Linked DNA regions of Ovis aries: region 1 is linked to region 2. Evidence: chromatin contacts called from public Hi-C data. All regions are on one chromosome and are shown on one strand. The core of a region is the stretch at or near the end of the contact, and the rest is flanking DNA. Distances in the headings are between cores, read along the strand shown.

Evidence for each region. A called contact is a pair of places that touch in the nucleus more often than the background predicts.
Region 1: a Hi-C map of liver shows a contact between it and region 2, with 4 times the contacts expected there. The contact joins two enhancer-like sites. A contact is called at or near these places in 3 of 16 Hi-C or Micro-C datasets (blood, liver and mixed tissues).

Annotation. Positions count from the first base shown.
Region 1 is chr7:56,230,962-56,237,877 of ARS-UI_Ramb_v3.0, forward strand. It overlaps MYO5C (myosin VC), which reads left to right. Exons shown (of 40, transcript XM_060417939.1): 10 at 1,198-1,463; 11 at 5,520-5,601. Among named protein-coding and RNA genes, the nearest start is that of MYO5C, 44 kb to the left of the region's middle. Within about 2 kb of position 4,535, at least 6 of the 54 cell types and tissues checked have an H3K27ac peak or open chromatin away from gene starts, as enhancers often do. A contact at or near this core is called in liver, where this site is marked.
Region 2 is chr7:56,098,011-56,104,758 of ARS-UI_Ramb_v3.0, forward strand. It overlaps MYO5A (myosin VA), which reads left to right. Exons shown (of 39, transcript XM_015097041.4): 12 at 452-592; 13 at 3,325-3,450; 14 at 4,743-4,826. Among named protein-coding and RNA genes, the nearest start is that of MYO5C, 89 kb to the right of the region's middle. Within about 2 kb of position 2,766, at least 1 of the 54 cell types and tissues checked has an H3K27ac peak or open chromatin away from gene starts, as enhancers often do. A contact at or near this core is called in liver, where this site is marked.

The DNA of each region.
Region 1 (6,916 bases), core at 3,285-5,784, 130 kb after region 2:
CTTCCAAATGCCCTGGCTTTGAACTCTGTTCTGTGAACTTTGTTGTGAAGGTAGCATTTTGGAGAAGGAATTAAAATTGCTATACTAAAAATCCTTTGTCTATTGACCTTAGGAGACAAATCCCACACACAAAAAAACGTCAGATCTTTGTAGAAAATTATTTCCATTCATTTGCATCAAGAACGTGAAATATTGGGCAAATTTGATCTGAATGAAGCCATCTTACATTTTAAAATTTGCTGCCCCTTTGCATTTCCCCCTATGGCTGGGTGTTTCTGTCTCAGAAGGTTTGGTTCCTGCTTAGAAGGAAGGAAACCAATGGCTCAACCAAACCTCACAGTACTGACATGCTTTATATTATTGTGATATTGGTCAGAAGGGACGTGGGTGGGCAGCAAGGAGGCAGCAGGACTTTTTAGGTTGTTAGAGCCACCATAACCTGATGCTTTTAAATGGAATCATGTGATTTTCCCAATTGACTGAGATGCTATCTACAGATTAGCCCATCTGGGAAGTTTTCCCTGCCCAAGAGGAACAGTGGTATGCAGTCACATGGGATTGCATCTCCTTGCCTAGTGACAGGGACCCCTAGTTCCTGCTGCCTAAAGCAGGAGCAGACCTTTCCTCATCTGCTGGCCAGTGGGGCAGCTCTCATGCCCAGGCTTTGGAGAGAAACAAGATTCACTGTACATCCAGAAGTCCCCCACCACAGCCCTCACATTGGCTGGTAAACACTTCAGTTCAGGGAGCCCACCACGTTCTCCCTGACAACACCGCTGAGGTCCCTCCTGGGCCAGAGCCCACCTTGGGCAGACCCCAGCTACACAGCTACAGGGCAAGTGTAGGCTCCGACAGGTGGCCTGGGTATGATACAAAAGGGCAGAGAGAGGCCTCAAGGCTGTGCCACAAGCACAGGAGTGGGGGGAGGATTTCTTCTGTGGCTTAAACATCACTACTGACATTCTTTGGCCAGAAGGAAAATCTGGGTAGGACACAGCCTAGGATCTCCTGGCATCACCACAGCGGTGCCCAACCTAGGACCAGGTGCAGCCTCCATGCCCCCACAGGCCCTCCTGCTTCGCTCCCAGCCCTGGCTCTGTGTTGTGAGGCCTAATCGTGCATAGGTCGAGGGGCACAGCTGGGTGGGCCAGTGCCTGTTTAGATGGCCTGACGGGGCTGTGTCTTTTGTTTCTGAAGGAAGATGATGGTCACCTGGAGGTGTTCTGTGAGCTCCTGGGCCTGGAGAGTGGCCGAGTCGCTCAGTGGCTGTGTAATCGCAAGATCGTCACAACCTCTGAGACAGTGGTGAAGCCCATGACCAGGCCCCAGGCTGTCAATGCCAGGGATGCCCTGGCCAAAAAGATCTACGCTCACCTGTTTGACTTCATTGTGGAGAGAATTAACCAAGCCTTGCAGTTTTCAGGCAAGCAGCACACTTTTATTGGTGTTTTGGACATTTATGGGTAAGATTCTCTCCGTGAGCTTGTTTTTCCTCATTTAAATGTCAAATGCCTGTTATGTTTAGGTTGTTTTTAGTCTGGTTGTTCTCTTGTGTTTCACATTCAGGAAGATGGTGTTGTCTGATTTTGCATCTGTGGATGTTAAGTACTGTCTCCTGGGCTACAGTGTCTTTTATGTAGGGTGCGTTAAAAAATTTCTAAATCAGTAATGGCCAACATGAAGAGTGCATGCCAGCTACCATGCTGAGTGGTTTCCATGCACTTATTTTATTCCTTAAACAACCTTATAATTATCGCCATTTTACAGATAAAACAACCGAGGCTTAGGAAGACTCATTCACGGTTGCTTTGCTGGTGGGAGAACCCAGTACCATATGAGGATTGCACCCACCTCTGTCTTCCTGCAGAGGCCCCATGAGCTGTGGAACCATGACATGCCTCTCCCACTTCACAGGGTGATAATGACAGCCCCAGAGGCCCTGCACCTCGCCCACGAGCACAGCGCCAGAGGCAGGCTCAGACCCGAGGCTTTTACCAGTCAGGCCCCTCATGCCTACATCCTCTTCCATTCTTGGATCATAGGGGTCATGTGTTTGCCCCATTCTCCATGAATTCTGATACATTTGGTGGATCAAGTTACCACACTGGAGGGTTTTCTTTAGCTTCTTTTCTTTGCCCAGTCCTGCTTTTCTGGGTCAGACTCATCCTAAAGACACTTAAAGAATAGAGTAGCCAGAGAGAGTGAGGGAGGGAAGCCCGGCCAGCATGGAGGCCAGCTCTGGGGGAAGTTAGCACTAGGGCTTTTGTTTGTTAGAGGCTGGCCTCAAGCCCCTAACCCCTTCCCCTCCCGGGACCAATCCTGGCTTCTCAGAGGGAGAAGGGTAGACTGTCCCAGGGAAGGCATCATGGAGTATTCTACCTGGATTGGGGAGTAGCCCCTCACACCCTGGAGAAAGCAACTCACCCTCCTACCTTCCCATATGGAGAGGCGAGCTAGCTCTGCCGGCCGGCTGCTACGTGCTGTGGGGTGAGGCAGGCAGAACTCCTACCCAAATTCAGAGAAATCATTATTTCATACGAGCCTCAGAGGTGTTACCTGTTTAACACGGTGATAGTTTGGTGGTTTAGTCACTAAGTCGTGTCCGACTCTCACAACCCCATGGACTGTAGCCCGCCAGGCTCCTCTGTCCATGGGATTTTCCAGGCAAGAACACTGGAGTGGGTTGCCATCTGGGTTCTAAGTTAATACATGTGACTCCCAATTAACAGTATCTGTCAACAGTTATAAAACTCTTACATTGCTGGGGTAGTCTAGTAAATTATTTACCTTAAAAATAAGGATTTGAGCAGCCAGTAATCATCTAAGTAGATTTTTAAATGGAAATAGTCCTGCTTAATGACAGTCTCTCTCATTGTGATGGAAATAAGTGATTGTTATATTTTTCTCTGTTCTTTTCTGTGTTTTTTAAAATAAATAGCCCTTTATTTTTAAGAATATATTATCTCATTCAAGAACACATAGTCATGTACCAGGACCTGTGTCAGGTGTGATGGGTGAACAGAATGGACATCTGGCCCCTGCCCTGTTGGGACTTAAATTTTAGTGGAGGAAGAAGCCATCAGAGATTGGGATGGTTCCTGGGAAGGGAATAAGTGGATGGATGTGCCACCAGTTAACCAGGCACCAGGAAGAGAGGGGGCAGCTGAGAATAAGAAGTCAGGAGAACAGCAGGCAGGCATTAGGCATCCACAAAGTTGATAGACCATGGTAATAAGGAATTTAAATTTTTGGCTAAGTGGGCAAACTTCAAACAGGAGGAACTGCAAATTTTTAAGAACTTGTTAGAGTATATTTTAAATTTAAATTTTAAAATTAAACCCCTCTTTAAAAATTTAAACAGTAACATGTTCACTTGTCACCCATGAATTCATTTTACCCCTCCAAAAAAGTAAGCTCTCCTCTTTAAATAAGAGTGTTACTGTCTGGAGTGAATCCTTTCATGCCTTTCTCCAGTATACCCATGGTTGGATTAGCCCTCATCCCATGGATGGAGGAGCCTGGTGGGCTGCAGTCCATGGGGTCACTAAGAGTCGGACATGACTGAGCGACTTCACTCTCACTTTTCACTTTTATGCATTGGAGAAGGAAATGGCAACCCCCTCCAGTGTTCTTGCCTGGAGAATCCCAGGGACAGGGGAGCCTGGTGGGCTGCCGTCTATGGGGTCACACAGAGTCGGACACGACTGAAGTGACTTAGCAGCAGCTGCTGTGAGAGCTGAGCTCAGGATGAACTGGGAATAAGGCAGCCTGAAAGGGAAAGTTACCCTGCATGAAGACAATGAAAGCCCAAGCTGTGAGCCTTGAGATTTCAGCTCCGGTCGTCGAGGAGGCTTGTGGTTCCCTAGCCAGCCAGATGTTTATGTTCTCTGGACACCGAGCTGGAAGAGCTTGGGGCCAGGAGTCAGATCCCAAGGAGTAAGCACTGCACCACCCTGTTGTATGGCCTGGAGGGCATCACTGAACCTCAGTTTCTGTGTCTGTAAGATGGGGCCTCTCTCGCAAGGACAAGTCAAATGGAAGAAATTGTGAATGCATCTTTACAAACCACAAGGATTATTCTGATGTGAACAGGAAAAGGAAAGTCATTGATGTTTGACATCCTGCCTCTACCCTAGGAAGTCCTGCCTTTGGCCCCAGCTGTGGGCTGCAGAGCACAGTGAGGCCCTTCTGCCTCACCTCCAGGCCCAGCTGTGGCCTGTCTGCAGTGTCCAGCCGGCCGAGCCTCTCGATCACCCAGGGCACTAGTGGAATGGGGCTGTCAGGGCTCTGGGTTCTCCTCTTGCTCCATGAACAGTCTGGGACCTTCACCTCCTCAGAAATTCTACACTGAGCCAAATGGGCTCAGACATGTGAGACTCCCAGGGGACCTGTGGTTGGAGCTGGCAGGAAACTCAGGATTAGAGCGATTAAGAACTAAGGCTTTAGAGTCACCACGAGCTGGGGTCAGATTTCGCGTGTCTGGCACCGCTCTGTGATGGTCACCATCTCTTCTGACCGTTGTGTGGAACGGTGGGGTAAGGGCAGCCCTTCACCTAGGGTGGTGTTAGGGTTAAGCATGGTGATGGGCATCAGCACCAACACCTAAAGTGCTCGCATTCCTCCTGGCAGGAGCGCTCCTCTGCCCAGGGGGTGGATCAGGTGCCCCAGTTCTGTTCAGCCTACATCATGTTTTACAGAGGGAGGTAATTCACGTAAAAGTCCAGGTTTCTGGATTCTTTTGAGAGTCAGGTGACCAGACATCCTGACCTGATTAAGCCATGGCCACAGCTGGCTCGAGCTGAGCAGCAACCATCCTGTAGGGCAGACCTGGTTATCATGGGTCCCACCCAGTTCCAGCCCCTCTCCATGCTGTCGTCTCCCGGCCTTTTCAGCTCCTGGGTCTGCAACTCCAGAGGCAGCCATTGAAAGTCTGAAGATGGAGGTGGGGCCGCGTCTTCCTTGGGCCTGAAGGGGTCTGCTGGGCTGTGACCTTGCTCTTTTCCTGTGAGGACTATGAAAGCGCCCCTCGGGGAGGCAAAACCGTGCTGCCTCTGCCTTCAGCAATGGGTGGGGGCGCAGGAGACAACGTTGCTTTTTTCACTGGGAGCAGAAGTGTTACAGTCAGGTGGACTCATAGCTAACTCTGACACTGACTGTGTGACCCAGACAAATTTTTGAACTTCTCAGTCTTGTTTCCTCATCTATGAACTAAGGATAATGAGGCTGATGTCAGTGTTGTTGTACAGATTGTGTGATATGCCATGTTGTGCACACGCCTACTTTAGTCCCTGCCTCAAGTAGGTGTTTTGTACACACCAGATTCCTTCCTGGGGCCGCCTGGAAAAACGTGATTTATCAGCTCACTGCTAGGATGGTTAAAACAAGAATTGAGGCATGTTTACAACTCACAGAAAACATAAAAAACTGTGAAAGTTGTGAAAGTTGTGAAAAATACTAACCTATAAGCAAATGTGTATGTCCTTCAAGTTATGTCTTAACTAGTTTAAACTGTATTTCAGTTTTGAAACCTTTGATGTGAACAGCTTTGAACAGTTTTGCATCAATTATGCTAATGAAAAGCTGCAACAGCAGTTTAACCTGGTAGGTGACTTTTTTGCCTACTTGAAACTAGCTCTCAGCTGTGTCTGTCTGTCTGTCTGAAAAGGGAGAGAGGCCGAGTTTGGCTCTTTGCCTCTTCAAATCTCGCCAGCATAGAGAGTCACATGCTGGCTTACTGCACCATCTTGTGGCTGTTCCTTGAAACTGCACCTTCCCGCCCGATTTCATTTTTGTGGAGGCACCTGCCAACGTTTGTTTCAGTTCATCACCTGCCATTCTTGGATACAGACCCCTTCCAGCCAGACCAAGTCACTCAGTTTCCTGCAGGCTCCAGTCCTTGTGAGCCTCGGTATCTGCACCTACTCTCTGCCACAACCCACCTGCCCCTGTCCTTTCCCATCCCTTCCTCTTCACCTGGAGAGCCCCTGCCTGTCTTTTGAAATTCAGCTTCTCCCACACAACTCATGAGGAAAAGATAGTGTGACATCATAGACAGCATGAGCTTTTGCTGAAACTGAAGTGGATTTGAGTCTCAGATCTACCACCTCCTTCCCCTGGGGGCTTGGGTTCTCTGAGCCTCAGTTTTCTCATTTTTGAAAATGGGTCAGATGTATTTTCCTAGTATTCTTGTGAGGAGAACACTTAATATTGAATCACATTCAGTAAATGCTTCTTTGCTTTCTTATTCCTTGCTCCAGAGTTAATCCGTGTATAAGCATTAAATTTTACCCCACATTTGTACTCTGTTATCATTCTCATGGATTCCCTGGAAGTTTAGCATTTAAAACTGAAACTAAGATTTATTCCAAGTGGATGTGCAGCATAACTCACCTGAAGTCAAATAGTACATGTGGATCCTGCCCCTCTCTGGACTCCAGGGCCACCTTGCTTCCCAAGACACATATTCACCACAACCTTAGAATGATACATGTGTGAGACACTCTGAAAATAGCACATCAGAGGCTGAAATTTCATTCTTTTCTTTTTTTATTCTGCCTTTCCTCCTCTTCCACTAAATCCTCCTTATTTTTCCCCCTTTGATGTTGTTAGAGACATCTATCAATATGCAGATCCTCCTGGGAGGGGTAATGACTTAAAATATAAGTATAAGCCCTAGTGAGTTCTCTCCTGGCTCCTGTCCCATTGATCTGCCTTCTGCTGGACCGCTGCATCTGAGTAGCCTCTGGGAGCTAAGCCATGACAAAATGACCCTGCCACCTTCCTCTCTTGGCTTCCATGCCATCTGTGCTCCCTTCTGTGGTTAAAGCACCACCCCTGACCCGGTGTCCTGAGCCTTGTGTTCACCCAGCCTCTTTGCTCTTATTCCCCTTCCTTGCACAGCATCCAGCCTCTGCAG
Region 2 (6,748 bases), core at 1,516-4,015:
ATTCTGAGGCACATACTTTGTCATGCTGTAAGCATCACCCAGAATGTTTCAGTAGTCTGGAGGGCATCCTCTCTGCAGGTTGTTCAAGGCCAGCTAAGGCATTTCTATGCCCATATGGTTAGCAACACTGTGCGATAATTTAAGGGGCCAAAAGTACATAGTGTGGTTTTGGATATGTATATATCAAAAAATCAAAAGCTGCCACACTTATCAGATATTTAAATATTCACATACCTAGATTTTCTTGTTTGCCAAAAATCCTATGTAGCGGAGATTTCTCCACGTGTGGTTTATATTTGCTTTCTTATATTGTTCTCTGCCTGTAAATCGTGTTTCTCCAAGATTGCTGCTAGAAGCCATTGACTGTCTCAAATTCTGTTTTATGCATGTTTATTGACTAACATTTATGACAGTAATATAGTAATGCCAGTTTTTTTCTTTTCCATTTCAGCACGTTTTCAAATTAGAACAAGAAGAATATATGAAAGAACAAATTCCATGGACACTCATAGATTTTTATGATAATCAGCCTTGCATTAATCTTATAGAATCTAAACTGGGCATTCTAGATTTGCTGGATGAGGAATGCAAGGTAAGTATGATTTTCTGATGTATTTAATATATCAAAATTGTACGTTGAGGTAAAATGGTAAATAGGTTTAAGCAGAGATTCACTAGTATATCATGAAGCGCCACAGTGGCAACAAGTGGGGGTTACCCTAACTTGCATTCTGAAGGATCACTAGCTCCAAAGGGTTCAAAATATAGTTGAAACTAGGAGAATCTCCCTTCCCTTTACAGCTGTTTCTAAGTTATGTGAAAAACTGGCATTAGATACAGCTACTACCAATTTTAGCCACTTTTGTTATTGATATGCTTATATTTGGTACTTTTGTTCAATGGTATGATATAGTTCAGGAAATGTAAGAAATTATGCAAAAGGTATTTTGAATAATAGTTCTAAATATCTATAATTTTAAACTTGACTAGTTGTTCTTTATTACTTATATGTATGGTAGGTAAAGAGTTTTAGTTTTAATATTTGAAGATGCAGCATGTGGAAAAAATATTGGATCCCTGGCTTCACTGATGAGTGATTCTAGACAACCTATCTTTTCCCTTAGTTGTTCTTTAGTTTATATGTCATTTAAGTTACAAGTTCATGTACACTGATCCTCCTAAGCATCCAGATTTCCTACAATAAGAATGCAAAGACAAATACTGTATGTTTTCACTTATATGTAAAATCTAAAAAAATAAAATGGACAAATGAATGTAACAAAACAAAAAGAGCCTCCTGGATCCCAGAGCACAAACTAGTGGTTTCCATTGTGGAGACGGTTGGTGGGAAGGGCAAGACAGGTGCAGGCAGGATTAAGAGGAACAAACTACTATGTATAGGACAAACAAGATGCAAGGATGCAATGTACAGCACAGGGAATGTAGTCAGAGTTTTATAGGAACTTCACATGGAATATAATCTACAAAAATATTGAATCACTATGGCATACTGAAACTAATATAATACTGTACATCAACTATGCCTTCAATAAACAAAAAGAATACATGTAAAGGTGCTCAGTTTCACTTGAAATTAAATAAAACATAAATCAAAACAAAAATAAGACACAGCTTTTTACCTGTCAAGTGAGTTTAAATTTGATAATACCAAATTAGCATTTATTGCATATATACTCTTGATGAAGGACAAAAGTTAGTAGAACATATTTTTGAGGAATATTTATCAAGATTTTAAATACACATAGCTTTTGAACCAGAAGTAGAAATGCTGAGAGTTTACCCTATGAATATGCTTACAAAAGAATCCAAAGTTTTTCTTTAAAAGGAGCCATTGTGGCAGTTTTCATAATAACAAAAAATCAGTAACAACCTAGTAGTCATAAATACAAGAATGCTATTATTAAGAAAAAAAAAATACAAGGATGGCTAAGTTGAGAATCCCTCTTGGCAAATGTCACATTGCACATGAAAATATGTGGGTTATTTTTAAATATCTTTTGATACTGATTTCTAGCATAATTCCACAGTGATAAGAGAACAGACTTTGTTTAATTTCAATACCTTTAGACCTTGAAATTTTTGCAACTTGTTTTATACCCCTGGATATGTCCCAGTGTCTCCTTGTTCACAGTCTATGGGAACTTGGATAGAATTTGTATCCTACTGTTGTATAAAAATTGTATAAATCTTAATTATGTTGAATTGGTTCACAGTGCTTTTCAGATCTAGTAGATCCTTCTACTTCTCTGTATATTCATTCTATTAATTTTTGAAGATTTGATATTGAAACTCCAACTAAAAATCTTAATTTATCTACTTAAAAAATACTTGTAATATATAGTGAAACTATATGTAACCTGGTTTTATATTTTTCAAATCTCCTGTAAATGTGTTATCATACTTCCTTAATTTAGAAAAATAAAAATTTTTAAAAATGCAAGGAGTTTATAGAATGATACTGTTTGTATCCATGCCTTTAAAGACAGATAAAGCAGTTGGAAATGGTGAGAGGAGACTATTCTCTGTTTTATACCTTTCTGAATTATATAAATAATCTACTATGTGCAAATGTTGTCTTTATTTAACAAATTGTTTGAAATATATGATAATCATGGTATGTCATCTTTCATTTGTGAGGCTTTCATTGCTATAAAAGTATATTGAGTGTTTATTTGATGACCCTTGGTCCAGGCAGACTGAGTTAGTCAAAGCTTGGGCTGAGTCACCCATGGGCAGGTCTCAATTGTTGCTTTTCGTTCCCAGGTGGCGCTAGTGGTAAAGAATCTGCCTGCCAGCGCAAGAGACCCAAGATCCCTGGGTCAGAAAGACCCCGTGGAGTAGGAAATGGCAACCCACTTTAGTATTCTCACCTGAAAAATTACATGGACAGAGGAAAACACACACACACACACACACACACACCACCTCCCCCCCTTCACACACACACACACACCCCAATCATTGATTTGGGACCTCTGAGAGAGAAATGTGAAAGGAATGAGTTCCTGAATTGGATGTTAAAGTTGTTGCTGCTGCTGCTGCTAAGTCGCTTCAGTTGTGTTCGACTCTGTGCCACCCCATAGATGGCAGCCCACCAGGCTCTGCCGTCCCTGGGATTCTCCAGGCAAGAATGCTGGAGTGGGTTGCCATTTCCTTCTCCAGTGCATGCAAGTGAAAAGTGAAAGTGAAGTCTCTCAGTCGTGTTAGGCAAAGCCAAAACACAGTCTCTTGGGTGATGCATCAGAAGAACCCCATAACAATATTCACCTTGTTTTCTTACTCTTTTTTTTCTCCTGAATGTAGATGCCTAAAGGTACAGATGACACTTGGGCCCAAAAATTGTACAACACACATTTGAACAAATGTGCACTATTTGAGAAGCCCCGCCTATCAAACAAAGCTTTCATCATCCAGCATTTTGCTGACAAAGTAAGGAAGCTTTATTATCTCTTTTCTATTTGAATACTTAAGTTCAAAGAGGAAAAAAATCACGAATCGATAAACAGCAGTTTTTTCTTTGCTGAGCTTTCATTCTTTAGCTCTTTTTAGGAAAAGTAAGCTTAATTGTTGGCTTATTGGTTTAACCTAAATGGAATTATATTATTGAAATAAGTGAGTGTTTACAGTCCTGTATCTATAATTCTGAAATCCAAGAAACTGAAATACGCAAGTATTTTCATAATTCATTTAGTGGCTAAACCTGATCTTTGACCTGAAGTAAGATGAGGTTATTTATAGTCTTTATTTACCCCAGTTAGGTGGATATTTATATATTTCAGTGTAGAAATATTAATATGTTTGATTACAGATTGCTGCTTCAGATCTACTTAAAGATTCTACTTAAAGATTCTGGATAGTGACCCTAGAGGTTTCAGAAAAGAAATTATAGACGAGTGTGGCCCTCTGAGATTGATTGGGTGGGTCCCTGCTAACAAGGCATGCAGGCCTGCTGCTTCACAGGTTCTAGAGTCTACTCAGAACATCTGGAGCTGCGACACTAGTTTATATTTCAAGGAGGTTGTAGGGGTAGGCTTCTGGTCAGCGTCCCATGGTCCCTGCCAGCAATTGAGGGTTTTCAGAGTCTGTCCTGTGTATAGCTGGAGATCTTTGGATGGCTTCAGGGCCATCTAAGGGCTTTGTTCTACAGTCTGGGGACCCTTGAGTGGTAAATAGCTGAAGTCTTTTAGAAACAAGGAGAGTCCAGTCTCATGTAGTCCTACTTACCAGCTCATACAGTATTTACCCAGCCTCCACCTCTGTCCGTGATCATCACTTCAGCTTCCTGCCAGATAGCTGTTTGTTCCTTCTGACCCTCCCTCTCACTTCAGTCTCTTCTTCCCAAATGAGACTTTCCCCTGTGGAAAGGTGAAGCAGATTTGGAGGAGATACAGTGGTTGGCCTTGGGGGAGCTCTCTTTGGTTTACCTGAGAGAAGAGAACAGCTTCTTATTAGTCTGCTTATGCATGAATTGGGATCATCTTTTAGATCACAGTTAATCAGCACTGCCACTGTTCTCTAGGAAAAGCAGTATTTGAGAGTTTTACTCTGGAGTTAACATGCTTCTTACCAAGAATGATACTAGTTTCTTATAATAAAACTAATAACACTTCACTGAGAGCCCATCATATAGCCTGGGCCTAATACTTATTTTTGTTGTTGATGATAAACTGTATCTATTCAAAGCTTTTATTAGCTAAGAAGATTTTCCAATGTGTTTTCAGGTGGAATACCAGTGTGAAGGCTTTCTGGAAAAGAATAAAGACACCGTTTTTGAAGAACAAATTAAAGTTCTTAAATCAAGCAAGGTAACCTTGTATAGGCTTTCTCCAATTAGGATATATTCATTAAAATGTTTATGACTTAAGCATTAGCTTTTTAACATATTATAATAATAATTTTTCTAACAAAATCAGCCCTACTGTTGATTTAATTTATCAAATAGATGTGTCATGTAGCATTTTAAATGCCTTACAAATGTTAATTCATCTAATCCTATGATGAGGTGATATTATCACTGCTCCCATTTTACAGAGGAGGGAACTGAGGTATAGAAACTTTGTAGCTAGTCAGTTTCCAAGCCAAATTAAAATTCAGGCTGTTGAGCTGAGAGTTTGCATTTTTAACCACGATGTAGTGGTATTTTATGTGAAATTATTGCCTCACAGCAGTTCTAGGCTCTCTTGTGCCTTTGAGAGATATCATGAGAGAAAATTGATGGTTTTTGTTTTTTGCTATGTCATTTTGAAGGGATGCACCAGAAACATGGCCTTAAGCACTCCATCCAGGTAAAAACTGACTTCTAGATCACTGAGTGCAATTTCAGATGTGGTCCGAAGCACTTTGAAATTATTCTTCTTAGGCTTAGATACCAGAAACACTGCATTCTAGTAGGAAAACAATATTCCAGATCGTAACAAACTGTGATGTGTATCTGAAGTTGATTATGAGGTCGATCCCAGCCTCCACCTTCTGACTCTCATCAGAAAAGCACTGGGAGGGGAGCACGGCTCATGTCCATCCTATAGGGAGCACACCAGGATGTTAGTTATCTACTTAGTTTAACAAAGTAGATATTCAAGTATTCAGTGAAAAGTTAAAAACATTCATGTGAATTCTTACAAATTTCTGACCAGCACTTTCTGTTTTTTTCTAAGAAAGTCCTTTAACTTCAATGGAACATTATATGAACATTTTGATTCTTGTTTTTGAAATAAAGACTTTTACTTTCAATAGAAAGATCATATAAGGACCAAATTCTACTTTTAACCCTCAGAAAATAATGAGTCTATAGTCTTAACTATCTGTAGGAAAAGTCAGTTTTTCACTTATCCTTGTAAGCCCTGATTATTAGTGCTTTATAACTCATAGGAATGATGTGTAAGAGAAAATACTCTCACAGTGCCAGTCATTGATGTTGTTTAGTTTTTGTTGTTGTTCAAAAACAGTCAGGTCCGACTCTTCACGACCCCATGGACTGCAGCACCCTGGCCTCCCTGGCCTTCACTCTGTCCTGGAGTTTGCTCAAACTCATGTCTGTTGAGTTGATGATGCCATCCAACCATCTCATCCTCTGTCACCCCTCTTCTTCTGCCCTCAATCTTTTCCAGCATCAGAGTCTTTTCCAACAAGTCAGCTCTTTGCATCAGGTAGTCAGACTATCGGAGCTTTAGCTTCAGTGTCAGTTCTTCCAATGAATATTCAGGGTTGATTTTCTTTAGGATTGACTGGTTTGATCTCCTTGCAGTCCAAGAGACTCTCAAGAGTCTTCTACAGCTCCATGTTTCAAAAGCATCAATTCTTTGGTGCTCAGCCTTCTTTATGGTCCAACTCTCATATCCATACATGACTACAGGAAAAACGATAGCTTTGACTATACGGATCTTTGTTGGCAAAGTGAAAAATCATGGAATTCTAATGGTAGTGCTCTAAATAATTTAGCTTACACAGAGCATTCATTAATTCTTATTCCCCAGGCACCCCAGTCATAATCTTTTGTGACTTTATTCTGAACTTTTCTGATTGGCTAGTGAATCCTTAATTTCCAGAAAGTAGCTCTGCATTCTGAGGAATCATTTGGAGTGACTTCCAGTCTCTGTGGGGCTTCCCAGGTGGCACTAGGGGTAAAGAACCCTCCAGCCAATGCAGGAGACATAAGAGACGTGGGTTCGATCCCTGGGTTGGGAAGATCCCCTGGAGAAGGGCATCTTCTCAGTATTCTTGCCTAGAG